Linked DNA regions of Gossypium hirsutum: regions 1 and 2 are each linked to region 3. Evidence: chromatin contacts called from public Hi-C data. All regions are on one chromosome and are shown on one strand. Each heading gives the region's core, a stretch centred on a gene start, on an enhancer-like site or on the middle of the called end of the contact. The rest is flanking DNA. Distances are from core to core; before and after follow the strand shown.

What was found. Hi-C and Micro-C count contacts between places; a contact is called where the count stands out from the background.
Region 1: a Hi-C map of petal shows a contact between it and region 3, with 3 times the contacts expected there. The contact joins the promoter of LOC107910134 here to the promoter of LOC107910195 in region 3. A contact is called at or near these places in 3 of 34 Hi-C or Micro-C datasets (leaf and petal).
Region 2: a contact with region 3 is called in a Hi-C map of seedling, with 2.6 times the contacts expected there. The contact joins the promoter of LOC121220114 here to the promoter of LOC107910195 in region 3. A contact is called at or near these places in 5 of 34 Hi-C or Micro-C datasets (leaf and seedling).

The regions. Positions count from the first base shown.
Region 1 is chrD08:46,343,783-46,347,514 of Gossypium_hirsutum_v2.1, reverse strand. LOC107910134 (peter Pan-like protein) reads left to right here and starts at 2,338. Exons shown (of 7, transcript XM_016837901.2): 1 at 2,338-2,494; 2 at 2,678-2,869; 3 at 2,974-3,204; 4 at 3,430-3,522; 5 at 3,618-3,732. The coding sequence starts at 2,477.
Region 2 is chrD08:45,713,051-45,716,920 of Gossypium_hirsutum_v2.1, reverse strand. LOC121220114 (protein TRANSPORT INHIBITOR RESPONSE 1) reads right to left here and starts at 1,789. Exons shown (of 3, transcript XM_041099302.1): 1 at 922-1,789; 2 at 1-283. The coding sequence starts at 1,388.
Region 3 is chrD08:46,059,249-46,062,940 of Gossypium_hirsutum_v2.1, reverse strand. LOC107910195 (N-terminal acetyltransferase A complex auxiliary subunit NAA15) reads left to right here and starts at 1,676. Exons shown (of 7, transcript XR_001687536.2): 1 at 1,676-1,802; 2 at 1,903-2,004; 3 at 2,119-2,162. It also overlaps the pseudogene LOC121220346.

The sequences.
Region 1 (3,732 bases), core at 1,089-3,588, 280 kb before region 3:
GCAGGGAATGAGTGTGCGTGTTGTGATGCTTGTGACAAAAAACTGGGTTAGAAAAAATATATATTAACCATACTGACTGGGAGGTTGCACGGAAATCGGGTCCTCCGGTGCAGATAGAGCAGATGTCAATTCCGCCGCGACATCTTCTCCTGACCTAAGATTGCTGGACCCTCGTTTTAGCATCTTGCGGCGACGTTGCCTACTCCTTTACGAAGCCAACAGTAGATACGACTTACAGTTATGTCTAAACCAATCCATGTCATCCGGAGATGTCATCAACACCGGTGTGACAATGGTTCACTCATTGGCAAGTAATTGTAACTACGCTGCCACATCTCGATATACTTATTGTGGAATGTTCGCCAATCTTTCTCAAGTCTCCTCCATAAGTCGATCTTGTGCAAGTCATCGAGCTTTTAGGGTGGCAAGGGAATATGTTGCGTACACACAAACTGTCGCATCACTCGGTCGAATTCGTGCATCTTGACCATTGCAAAAAAGACCAATGGCACTTTGACATGCCAAATGTTGCGATTGGCCAAAAATTTGGTTGAGATGCATTCTTGAATCCTTGGATCCGCATGTAACATCTATACAAACTGCAATACGAATTTATAATTTTTAGCACGTGCCTAATATTTAATTTCAAGTACTAGAATACATATTATATAACTTTGAAATTCATAAACTAATCTCCTATTCAGTTTCTTGATCTAAAGTTAGTCGGATATCCTCAAGCTCGATTGGTATACTATTGTGTCTCGCGGGGTTATTCCACCTATTCAAATAATATAATATTTCAAAATTACAACAATGAAAAATAAAAACGGTAATGATATTGTCAAATGAATTTTACCATATGACATGTGGGAATTCATAAGGGAGTTGCAATCGGGGGCGTAAAAATGGTAGTCGATGCCATTCCTATGATTGAAGGAGCATGCAATCATCAATTTTAGCTTTATTCAATATCCTCACTCAATACATTTCTCGGTACAATGTCACCAGAATCATTGATCCTCGACTAAGTCGTCCCGATTCTTTCAAGTCGACTAGTAGTAGTAGTCACCTTAAATGTACCTAATTGCAAGATTTATCTGGCATTAGAAGACCTCCAATCAACCTTAAGATAATGCGCATGCGAATTGTTCCTTTTCAACGTCACTTGTAAAAGCCTCGATTGTTTGGAAGTTGTCCTCCAACCATCTCATCTAGATCTGACTACCCCTAAACCTGTTCGACACCTTCCGTAGTTGTTGCTCGCATGTTGCACTATATAAACATAAAAAATTAATAATCTAAACAACATAATAATTAACTATTAAAAATAAATAATTTAATAAATTTTCTTACCATTTGTAATTGGACGCCAGGGATATGCTTGTCATCAAAACGATTAAGTTGATTTGCCATTTAAAAATTATAACGAAAAGAATAAAATTGAAAAGAATAAAATTAAAAAAATAATTGAGGATTGAAAATTGAAAATTGAAAATTGAAGATTTATAATAGAAAATTGGAATTTGAGGATTGATAATTTAGGAAGGAAGAATGAGTATTGAATATTTGGTTGAAAAGAACGAAGTGTAGAGGGGTTTATATAGGAATTTTTATGGTTGTTGGAGCCCTTGTAGCTGTTAGAAAAGTTATCGTAAGAATAGTTATCGTTGAAAGGAAAACGTGTCCTACAAGGCGCGTTTTCACTTCACTTATGTGTTAGTGAAAACATGCCACATGTTTTCAGGATAGAGAATAAAAACATCGTAGATCGATAAATATGTTTGAATTCAGTCTACTTTTCTATTTTTTTTTCAGCATATTTACCTAAATTAACCTAAAAAAAACATTGTTAATGACTTGAATTTTATTGAAGAATTTTAATAGTGTTAAATCCAAAAAGTAGAATGATTAAATTCTCGTGGTCAGAATATGCTCTAAGTTCCTATATTCATTGTACATTTGGAATATAATCCCTCTATTTTTCAAATTTCATAATAAAAGTCTAATTATCAACACTATTAAAATTTTTCTATTAAATTCAGGTTCATTATACCGCTAATTTTTGTTACATGGCTATCAAATTAGTATTTTTTTTATTTCAAAGCTTCAAACCAGTAAATTTAATAAAAGAATCTTCAATGTATTGACTATTAAATTTAAATTTTGAAATACAAAAAATAAAAAGAGTAAATTCTTAAAAATAAATGGAGAAACTAATGGTACAAAATAAAAAGTAAGCGACTAAATTCTATGTTAACCTAAAAGTCAGAAACAAATTTTGGGGCTTAAAAAATAAATGGGCTGAAAGCTTTAAAACTGGTTAAACCCAAACCAAGTTATTTGCCATATAAACGATAAAGAGCATAATTCCAATTTTGTGAGTGAAATTGCCCTTTCTCCAAAAACCCAGCCTTAAACCCTTCTTCTCATTCAATACTCCATTCGAACAGGTTGCGGCGTCTCCCTCCTCTGAGCCATGGCTCGTTTCCATAACGTAAGTAATAGCTCTGTTTCTTTAACTTTAGCATTGTGCGACTCTTTTCGAGTCCAAAATTAGTCTACTCAGCTTTGAATTTAGGCCTATTTTTGCACAGTTAGGGTTTTTTTGGGGTTCTTTGTTTTTTTTTGTTGGTTTGGTTTAATCATGTTCTGGTATTTGAATTTAAAAAAAAAACAGAGAAAGAAGAAGGTTTTTGTTAAGCCAATTGTGAAAAAGCAGCAGCAACAGCAACCGAATGTAGACCATATCACAGGGAATAAAATCCCGAAGAGTTTTGTGTTTTCGAGGGGGAAGCTTCCTGGTCCTCTTAGGCAACTTCAAATGGATTTGAGAAAATTGATGCTTCCTTATACTGCTCTCAAACTCAAGGTAATTCCTTTACCTCTTTTTTGTTTAAAAAAATTGAAATTTTGTTGTTTTATAAGTTGTCCCTTTAATTAGATTTATTGTTTGTTGTTGTTTAATGGTTGCAGGAGAAGAAAAGGAACAATCTGAAAGACTTTTTGAATGTTGCAGGGCCAATGGGTGTAACCCATTTCCTCATTTTATCTAAAACCGAAACTTCGCCTGTCCTTAGGGTTGCAAAGACCCCTCAAGGCCCTACTCTTACATTTAAAATACATGAATATTCATTGGCTGTTGATATATCCCAATCTCAATTGCGCCCTCGTTGCCCTCAGGATCTTTTCAAGAATCCTCCTTTGGTAATTTCTTCTACTCACACTGTCTCAGCAGTGGAACTTGTTAGGTTATTGTAATTCTTAGCTGCTTGTATAACTTAGAAATGGATGTCTTTTTATGAGCCAAATACTGTTGTGTTTTTTTGTGTTAAAACTAAAGAGAGATTGAAACCTCATGCTTTCTTTGAGTTTATGCCTTAACTTGTATGCAACCTTCATGGTAGTAATTCTGAATATATCTTTGGGCAGATTGTTCTGTCTGGTTTTGCGGCAGCAGATGAACAATTAAGGCTCACGACTACGATGTTCAAGAACATCTTTCCGGATATTGATATCAATACTGTGAGTTCACTTAGACAGTTAAATTATAGTATCTAAAGTGACCTCATTTCTTTTCTTCTTCCCTCTTTAACATTGTTTGGACATGAATGTTTCAGGTTAAACTTTCTTCTTGCCAGAGGATTCTGTTGCTTAACTACAATAAAGACACGAAGCTTATTGATTTTCGACATTATTCTATCAGACTACAGCCTGTTGGTGTCTCGCGTAGAA
Region 2 (3,870 bases), core at 540-3,039, 350 kb after region 3:
TAGCTCAGCTGCATAGGTGCCAGTGCCAAATTCAATCAGCTGCGGTGCACGGGATAAAAGGTTGGCAATCTTATCGAGGGGCACTTCACGGTTGAGCAAAAGCCTCCTCAAGTTGGGACATCTACCAACTAGGCGCTCCAAGGCCGAGAAACTAACGTCATCGGATCCTAAGCAGGAAATGTTGAGAGACACAAGGGATGTGTATGTGTCAGGAAAATGGTTGAGCCAATGCCCACTCAAATCATCCACTTCACTGTCTCTCAAGTCCAGCTCTCTCAGATTCCTGTATCACAAAACCAGATTTGATTCATATAAACAAGGAATTAAAAAAATCGACCAAATCAAATACAAAATCAAGAAGAAAGTTTCTTTTTTACAATTGAACTTACAAGAGAAGAAATTTGCATATTCTTTAAGCATCTAATTGCTCAAACCATACAAGAAATAAAGTTCTAATCTAGGAACAAAAAACAAACAAATCCCAAGATGGAATTAAAATAACATACAAAGAAGGATAGAAAAAAAAAAGGAAAAATTTTGAAAAAAGAAATACGATAAGAATCTGCAGTACCAACTTGGAAAATCAGTCCCTACATCCTCAATTTACAAAATATATTATTCATCGTTATACAGCAAAAGCAAAGCCCACGTTTCCCAGACGTAACCGTTTAAAATCTGGAAAACAACCCCCGAAAAAGAATCTAGGGATAGCAAACAAGAACAAGGAATCCTAGGGGAAAAGGGGCATTTGAAGTGAACAAAACTCTACCCTTCTCAAAAATCACTAAGAAAACAGAAATGTAGCTAAAACCAAAAACAAAAATTGAATCTAACAAAGACCCAAGGTCCAATTCTTTGTCTAACTGAAAAGCAAAGAAAAAGCCAAACAAACGAAGTGAAAAAAGAGTTCATCAAACTCACTTGCAGCCAGCAGCAATAGCAGCGAGCCCATCAGTTGAAAACCCTTCACAAGAAAAGAGCACCAACACTTGCAAATTCGTAAACGACTTAGCAACAAGCTCCAGGCTCTCGTCCGTGACAACCATTCGCTTAAGCCGGATCTCTTCGAGCCATGGATAGGCTCCAGCCATTTTCGATATCCATGGAAGTACGTACCCGCCCCAACCGTCCGGTACCAGATTGAAGTCCGCGAAGTGTGGCTTCCCTTTTAGCTCAATGGATCTGATATCCGGGAACCGCCTGATCACCATCGTAGGGCTGACGGCGTAACAGTTCCCCACGAATATCTTCCTCCGACACCACCGTTCGATCTCGTACCACGATTTGCACACCAACGACGCTGCGTTCCGGTCCTTGACCGATTGTATGAACGAGAAAACGTGCTCCAAAATCTCGTCGGGGAACGAATACGCCGTTTTCTTCTGCATTTTGAAAAATCGAGAAAGAGAAACAAAAAACAAACACACACACACGCAAAGAGAAATTAAGCCTTTTTGGATTAAAAATATACAAAAAAAAAGATTTCTCTTTTTTGCCTTTCGGTTTGGCCGAAGTTTGGGGTTTTCTTAAGCTTTAGAGTTCATTTTCAGATCTGAAACGCCATTAATGAAGGTTACAGTGAGAGCAGAGGTTAAGGAGCTATAAAGAGAGAGAAAGTGAAGTGATATGACAGATACAAGGTGAGAGAGGATAAGAATTTTTTTTGATGTGTTGAGAAGAAGGGTTAGATTTTAACAATGGTTAAATATGTCATGTCAAATTAGGTCTAATTCTAGGTTTAGTCCCTTTACTATGTTGAAATTTTGAAATTTATCTCTATGTTTTTGTTTACATAACTTTGTAAATTGACAACCTCAATTGTTACTTATATTAAACTAGAAAAGGGGTTAAACATGATTGATTGAATTTTTATGTGATATAAATTGTATGATCGTATAATACAAAAGACTTCACGTCAACACTCTAACAATATCAACAAACAATTTTATCGAATTTAAATACACTAATGACATTATAAAAGTACGAGTAAGAAGTCAAGTGATAGGAAAAGATAGCCAATTAGGGTGATATTGTAAAAAATTTATAACAAATCATATCAAATTAAAATAAAACAAAATGATTAAATGTCAAATTTTAGTATTACCGTGGACTAAACCAGAATTATAGCGAAAGGAAATATGAGGGTATCAATTTTTTGTGTGGGGATAACTAATGGACGTTTAAGATAGAGACACGTGGTGGGGGTGAGATGCGGGCCATATGATGGACGGTGGGAAGGGGAGATCTTATCCGTCGGCAACGAAGCGGAGCCGCAGAAAACGGGTGTATGGAAGAGCGTGTAGGGGCAGATGTTCGACGAGATTTTTGAGGAATATATCGGGAAGGAGATGGAGCGACGAGATATTGATACGAGGAGGGCTGATAAAATGTGGTGATGTGTAGGGGAGAGTGGTGGTGCAATGAATCCCATGATGCGCGTAGCACGGCTGGATCCGAGGGATCTCGATATGCGGGGACCACAATAAAAGGGATAAAATATTATTATAATAATAACGACAAAAAATTCATAAACACTTTGTTTGAGATTTCTCAATTTTGATTAATTCAAAATAATAATAATAATAATTAATAACTTAAATTTATGTAAAATGATTAGAACTGAAACATCAAAAACTTAACTTAAAAATTCGAGTCAGGATGATTTAATTAAAAGTATAGATGTTTACATTCATTTACCTAGCAAATGTTTACATTATTAAAACACATATTTATATATAAATTAATTCGAGTCTCGAGTTATATATAAATATGTGTTTTAATCATTTCAAATATTTTGATAAGATGTTGGTCAATTAATTTAAAATTTAAAGCGACCTGTCGATTTTCAAAAATAATAAGTTAAGGTTTGGATTTAAACAATCCAATACCCTTTAAAGGTAATAAAGGATAGGGCAATTTTTTGCATTCCTTAACCTCCACTAGATATACCCTTAGCAAAATCTAGCATCGCCCAACCCAAATATGACTCGAAGAAATCAAAGCTATATGAAATGTGACAATTTTAATATTTTTTTATAAAAATAGAATAATAAATTTTTATTACTAATATTTTAAGCTATACTAATAATCATTCTGTAGGTATAATGTTAAAAGAATATACTTTAAACTACTATAATATTATGTTGAGACAAGAGCAAGTTTTATTTCTAAATCCAACCTTATTTCAAAAAAAAGAAAATCTCAAAATGTGTTTATGCATTCCCTAAATCCTTAATTATTATTAAAAAAAAGTAATAAGTAGTAGAACAACATTGATAAGTGATTCATCATAGATTTGGAAATTAAGAAATGTTGGTGTCCATGGATAACATTTTTGTTTCTATTTTGACTTCATGGGTGGAGATAATCATGCCCGCTATGATTCACTTTCTATATTTCGTCTTCAATTAAACTAAACAAACTCCTGATTAAAAACAATAATGACTCATTCTTTTTTCCCCAATATTTGCTGAAGAGATAAAAGAGTTCCATTTTCATTTGCATACATTAACCAAATAATGTACAATATTAATATCTAATTTGGTGTAAATAAATGTTATAAACGTTGTTTTTATGTTTACATTAAATTAAACATATTCCAACAAAAGAAAAGTCTCCTCATTACTTTTCATACATTAATCATTCACGTTTCCAAGTGACAAACATGTGTTCAAGTTGCTTGCAAAAGTTGGAATGTTACCTGATTTTTGGGTTACCAAATTAGGAACAGTGTGATTGAATTGAATTCCTATTATTTTATTTCTTTAAAATTGAATTCTCGAGAATATGGAAAATTATTAATAAATTAAGCTAAGCAAATTAACTATCTACTTTGGTAAAGTAGAAAAATAAAATTTATAATTATTTTTT
Region 3 (3,692 bases), core at 427-2,926:
GCCATAGTCTTGTTAAAGCCCGGCAACAAGGGTTTTTGCTATTATAAAAAGGAAAAACTTTACCAAAGAGCTTCAAGTCCTCTTATTCAAAAGCTGGAACCTGACCAAATGGCTGGAAAAAACACAGAAGCTAAATCATTTGTCTTGTAATAAATGTTTTTTTTAAATAGATACTTACATTGGGGGAAAGGAAGTATTGGGATTTATGCTCAGCAACTCCCAGGTTTACAAGAACAAACTAAAACTCGACATCTTTCTTGTAAAGGCAACCAAGAACCCTCTAAGTAGCTGTTGACCTATGGATCCCATGCACTTTCATTACTGCCACTAGTTTCTCCACGACTGTATCTTTGCATAACAACTTCAAAAGATGAGGAATATTTTTTGGGTTTTCTTATGCATAAATGTATTTTAATATATATATATATATAAGGTGGATTTGGATTCAATAATCGAATTTTAAAAATAATTTATACCTATTTTAAATGTTATTGGCATTATAGATCAATTGTATATTAATCTAATTTTGAAATTACGAAAATTCTTTCTCATATATAAATTAAGTTGTATTTTTATTGAAAATTTTTTAATCTCTTTCTTATATAATAAATCCATAAAAACTTGATTATAATTGTCATAACGTTGCCTACATAAGAGTAGGCGGGCTTAGTAAGCAAAGCTAGACACAAAGGGACTAAATTACGTAGAGTCGCTATTAATTAATTAGGGCTAGGTTGGTTAGCCACACTATAGCAAAACAGGTTTTTAGCAACACTTTTAGCGGCGTTTGGATAAAAACGCCACTGTAGATCTCACATTAGCGGCGCTTTTTGAAAAACGCCACTATAGATCGAGCATTAGCGGCATTTTTCAAAAAGCCCCGCTATAGATCGAGCATTAGCGGCGCTTTTTGAAAAATGCCGCAAAAAAATTAAGTACAACGCCATCGTTTTATGTTGAGCTTCGGTGGCATTAGCAGTGCTTTTTGAAAAATGCCGCTAATACTCGACCTTTAGCGGCGCTTCTTGAAAAACGCCGCAAAAAAATTAAGCACAACGCCATCGTTTTATGTTAAGCTTTGGTGGCATTAGCGACGCTTTCTAAAAAATGCCGCTATAGATCAAGCATTAGTGGCGCTTTTTGGAAAACGTCGCTATAGATCAAGCATTAGCAGCGTTTTTTGAAAAGCGCCGCAAAAAAATTAAGCACATCGCCATCGTTTTATGTTGAGCTTTGGTGGTATTAGCGGTGCTTTTTGAAAAACGCCGCTATAGATCGAGCATTAGCGGTGCTTATTTTAAAAACGCCGCAAAAAATATTTTATCTGTTTTAACTAGTTTATTTATATTAATTAAAATATAATTTATTTTTAATTGAATATTTATATTCTTTGGAAAAAAAATAATGACACGTAGAAAAAATTTAAAAGTAAAAACATAGAAAAATATTTGTTAAAAATGAAAAAAATTAAAATACTATTATTTAAAATAATTTTAAAATTTGTTGGGTACATTACTGATTGTTTTTTTAATTTATATATTAAATAATTTCATATATAATTGAAAAAGATAAGATAGTATTAATTTTAAAATATTTAATTAATTATCATTATAGTTTAGGGTTAATATGATTTACGGTATATAGTTAATTTAAGATTTAAAACGAGTTTAGAAATTACTATTTTAAGGTTTGGGGATTATATATGAATTTAGGAATTATGAATTAGAAATTATGATTTAAGGGTCGGGATTTAAGGCGATCTTTCGATTCCAAAAATTTTCTTTTTTCTCCTCGTATCTCCGGTTCAGTGTTCTTTTTTCTTTTTTCATTTTTTATTTTTCATTTCATTTCATTTCAGATTTTTTTTAAAAAAAATTATTTTTGAATACTGTTTTGGTTCAGGAAAGCGCCGAGCTTTGTGGTAGTCAGATCTGATGAACCATGAACTTGGATTTGAACCCTGAAGGTCGAAGGGCTCAACAATTTATTGCCAATGCAGTTGCGGTAATTTTTCCTTTTTATTTCGCTCTCTCTGTCTCTTCGTTTTCTATGTTTTGAAAATTCTTGGTGTCATTTCCTATGATGTTACTAATTTAATTGTTTTTTGATTTTTTTTAGACCAAAGAAGATAGCTCTGCAGCGTCGTCATCTTCGAAACCAGGGTAATTATTTTCGATTTTAGAGTTCAGAATTAACTTTTGAATTAGTGTTACATTGTTGTTAATTGCTTTAATTTTGTTAAATATGAAAGATGTTGATATTATTACTGTTGTATTAGCATGGTATTGCTCAATTTTTCTTAGTTTTCTGCCTAATGACATAACCCAAAGCTTGCATTGTTATTTTGATTCTTTTGTTTTATTTTATAACTTAGTCTTTTTTTTCAGTTCATGCCTGGGTTTTGACGAACATCTTTTTTCCTCTTTTCATTGCAATCCTGCAACTTTAGTTGAGATGCATGCTTAACCAAGTCTTGCTCATATTATGGTAATGTTCATGCATTTTATACCATTCAGGCATTAACCTCTTTCTAACATCAGTACAGTTTTATGTTAAAAAAAAATCAGTACAGTCTTTCACAAGTGAATTTGTTTTTCCATATCACTGTTGTTGCTGGCTTATAGTAGGACTTTCTAAAATGACTGATTCATTGCAGTCTGTCTACTGTCATCAGCTGATTGTCAGAGGCATATGCGTCAAAGGTTGAATGGGTGTCACTTGATTCTTGGGTGTATGCTTGCATGTATATATGTTTGTTTCGTGTGTTGCAATGGAGCTATGTTCATCATTAATTTTATCTGTTTATTTAGATCCTTGTTTATGATTTATACATATTGATTTATACATAGTGTATACATATTGATCAAATCAGAATTACATAGTGTAAAAACTGCACAACTCTATCTTCTGGGTTACTTCTCATTTGTTACTATGAAGATGTAAAAACTCTATCTTCTGGGTTAAATCTGGATTGCTTTTATTCTTATAGGTGTTAATGTGCAAATAACATGGGACAAAGCAAAACCATCTTTTGTAGCTTTAGTTTTTGTCTAATTCTTCTCTTCTTTTGCTTGATATACGCAGCTAAAATTTGTAGTCATGTTCCTATTTTCATTGATATGGATGGTTATGATATACGTGTATTGCAAAATCTTTCCAGTGGCGAATATGCTAATATCAGATGCTATATTGTGTCCTAGCTGTTAATCATATTCATTCAATTAAATTTTTACATCTTTTTATTTTACAGTTCCAAATTGTACCTTTGGATTTTCTGTTCCTGATATAGTGCTCTAGGTTGCTTCTCTCTCTCGTGCTTTCTCTTTGCATATATATAGAATGACACTAAGAATTTGAACAAAAACCTTGCTTTTCTGAGGAGCTTTTCACCTCTTTCTTAGAGAGGAGCAGCAGCTATATTTACTTGTATGTATTTTTTAACCTTGAAGGCTTGAATAAGAACTGATATGATGAGAAGAATCTAATTCATAAATGACCTGTAATATTCTTAAATTATTTTGATGTGACAAACAGTAAGAACTTTAGGTGGTTAAAGTTCTACTTTCATATGCTCCAACTTTTACTAACGACTATCTTTGCCTCATTCTTTCTGTTAAGCTGCAATATATTATCCTAAATCAACCTTTTGGGTGGGTACTTGACCATGAGTTGAAAAGAGACCAGGTTACTGC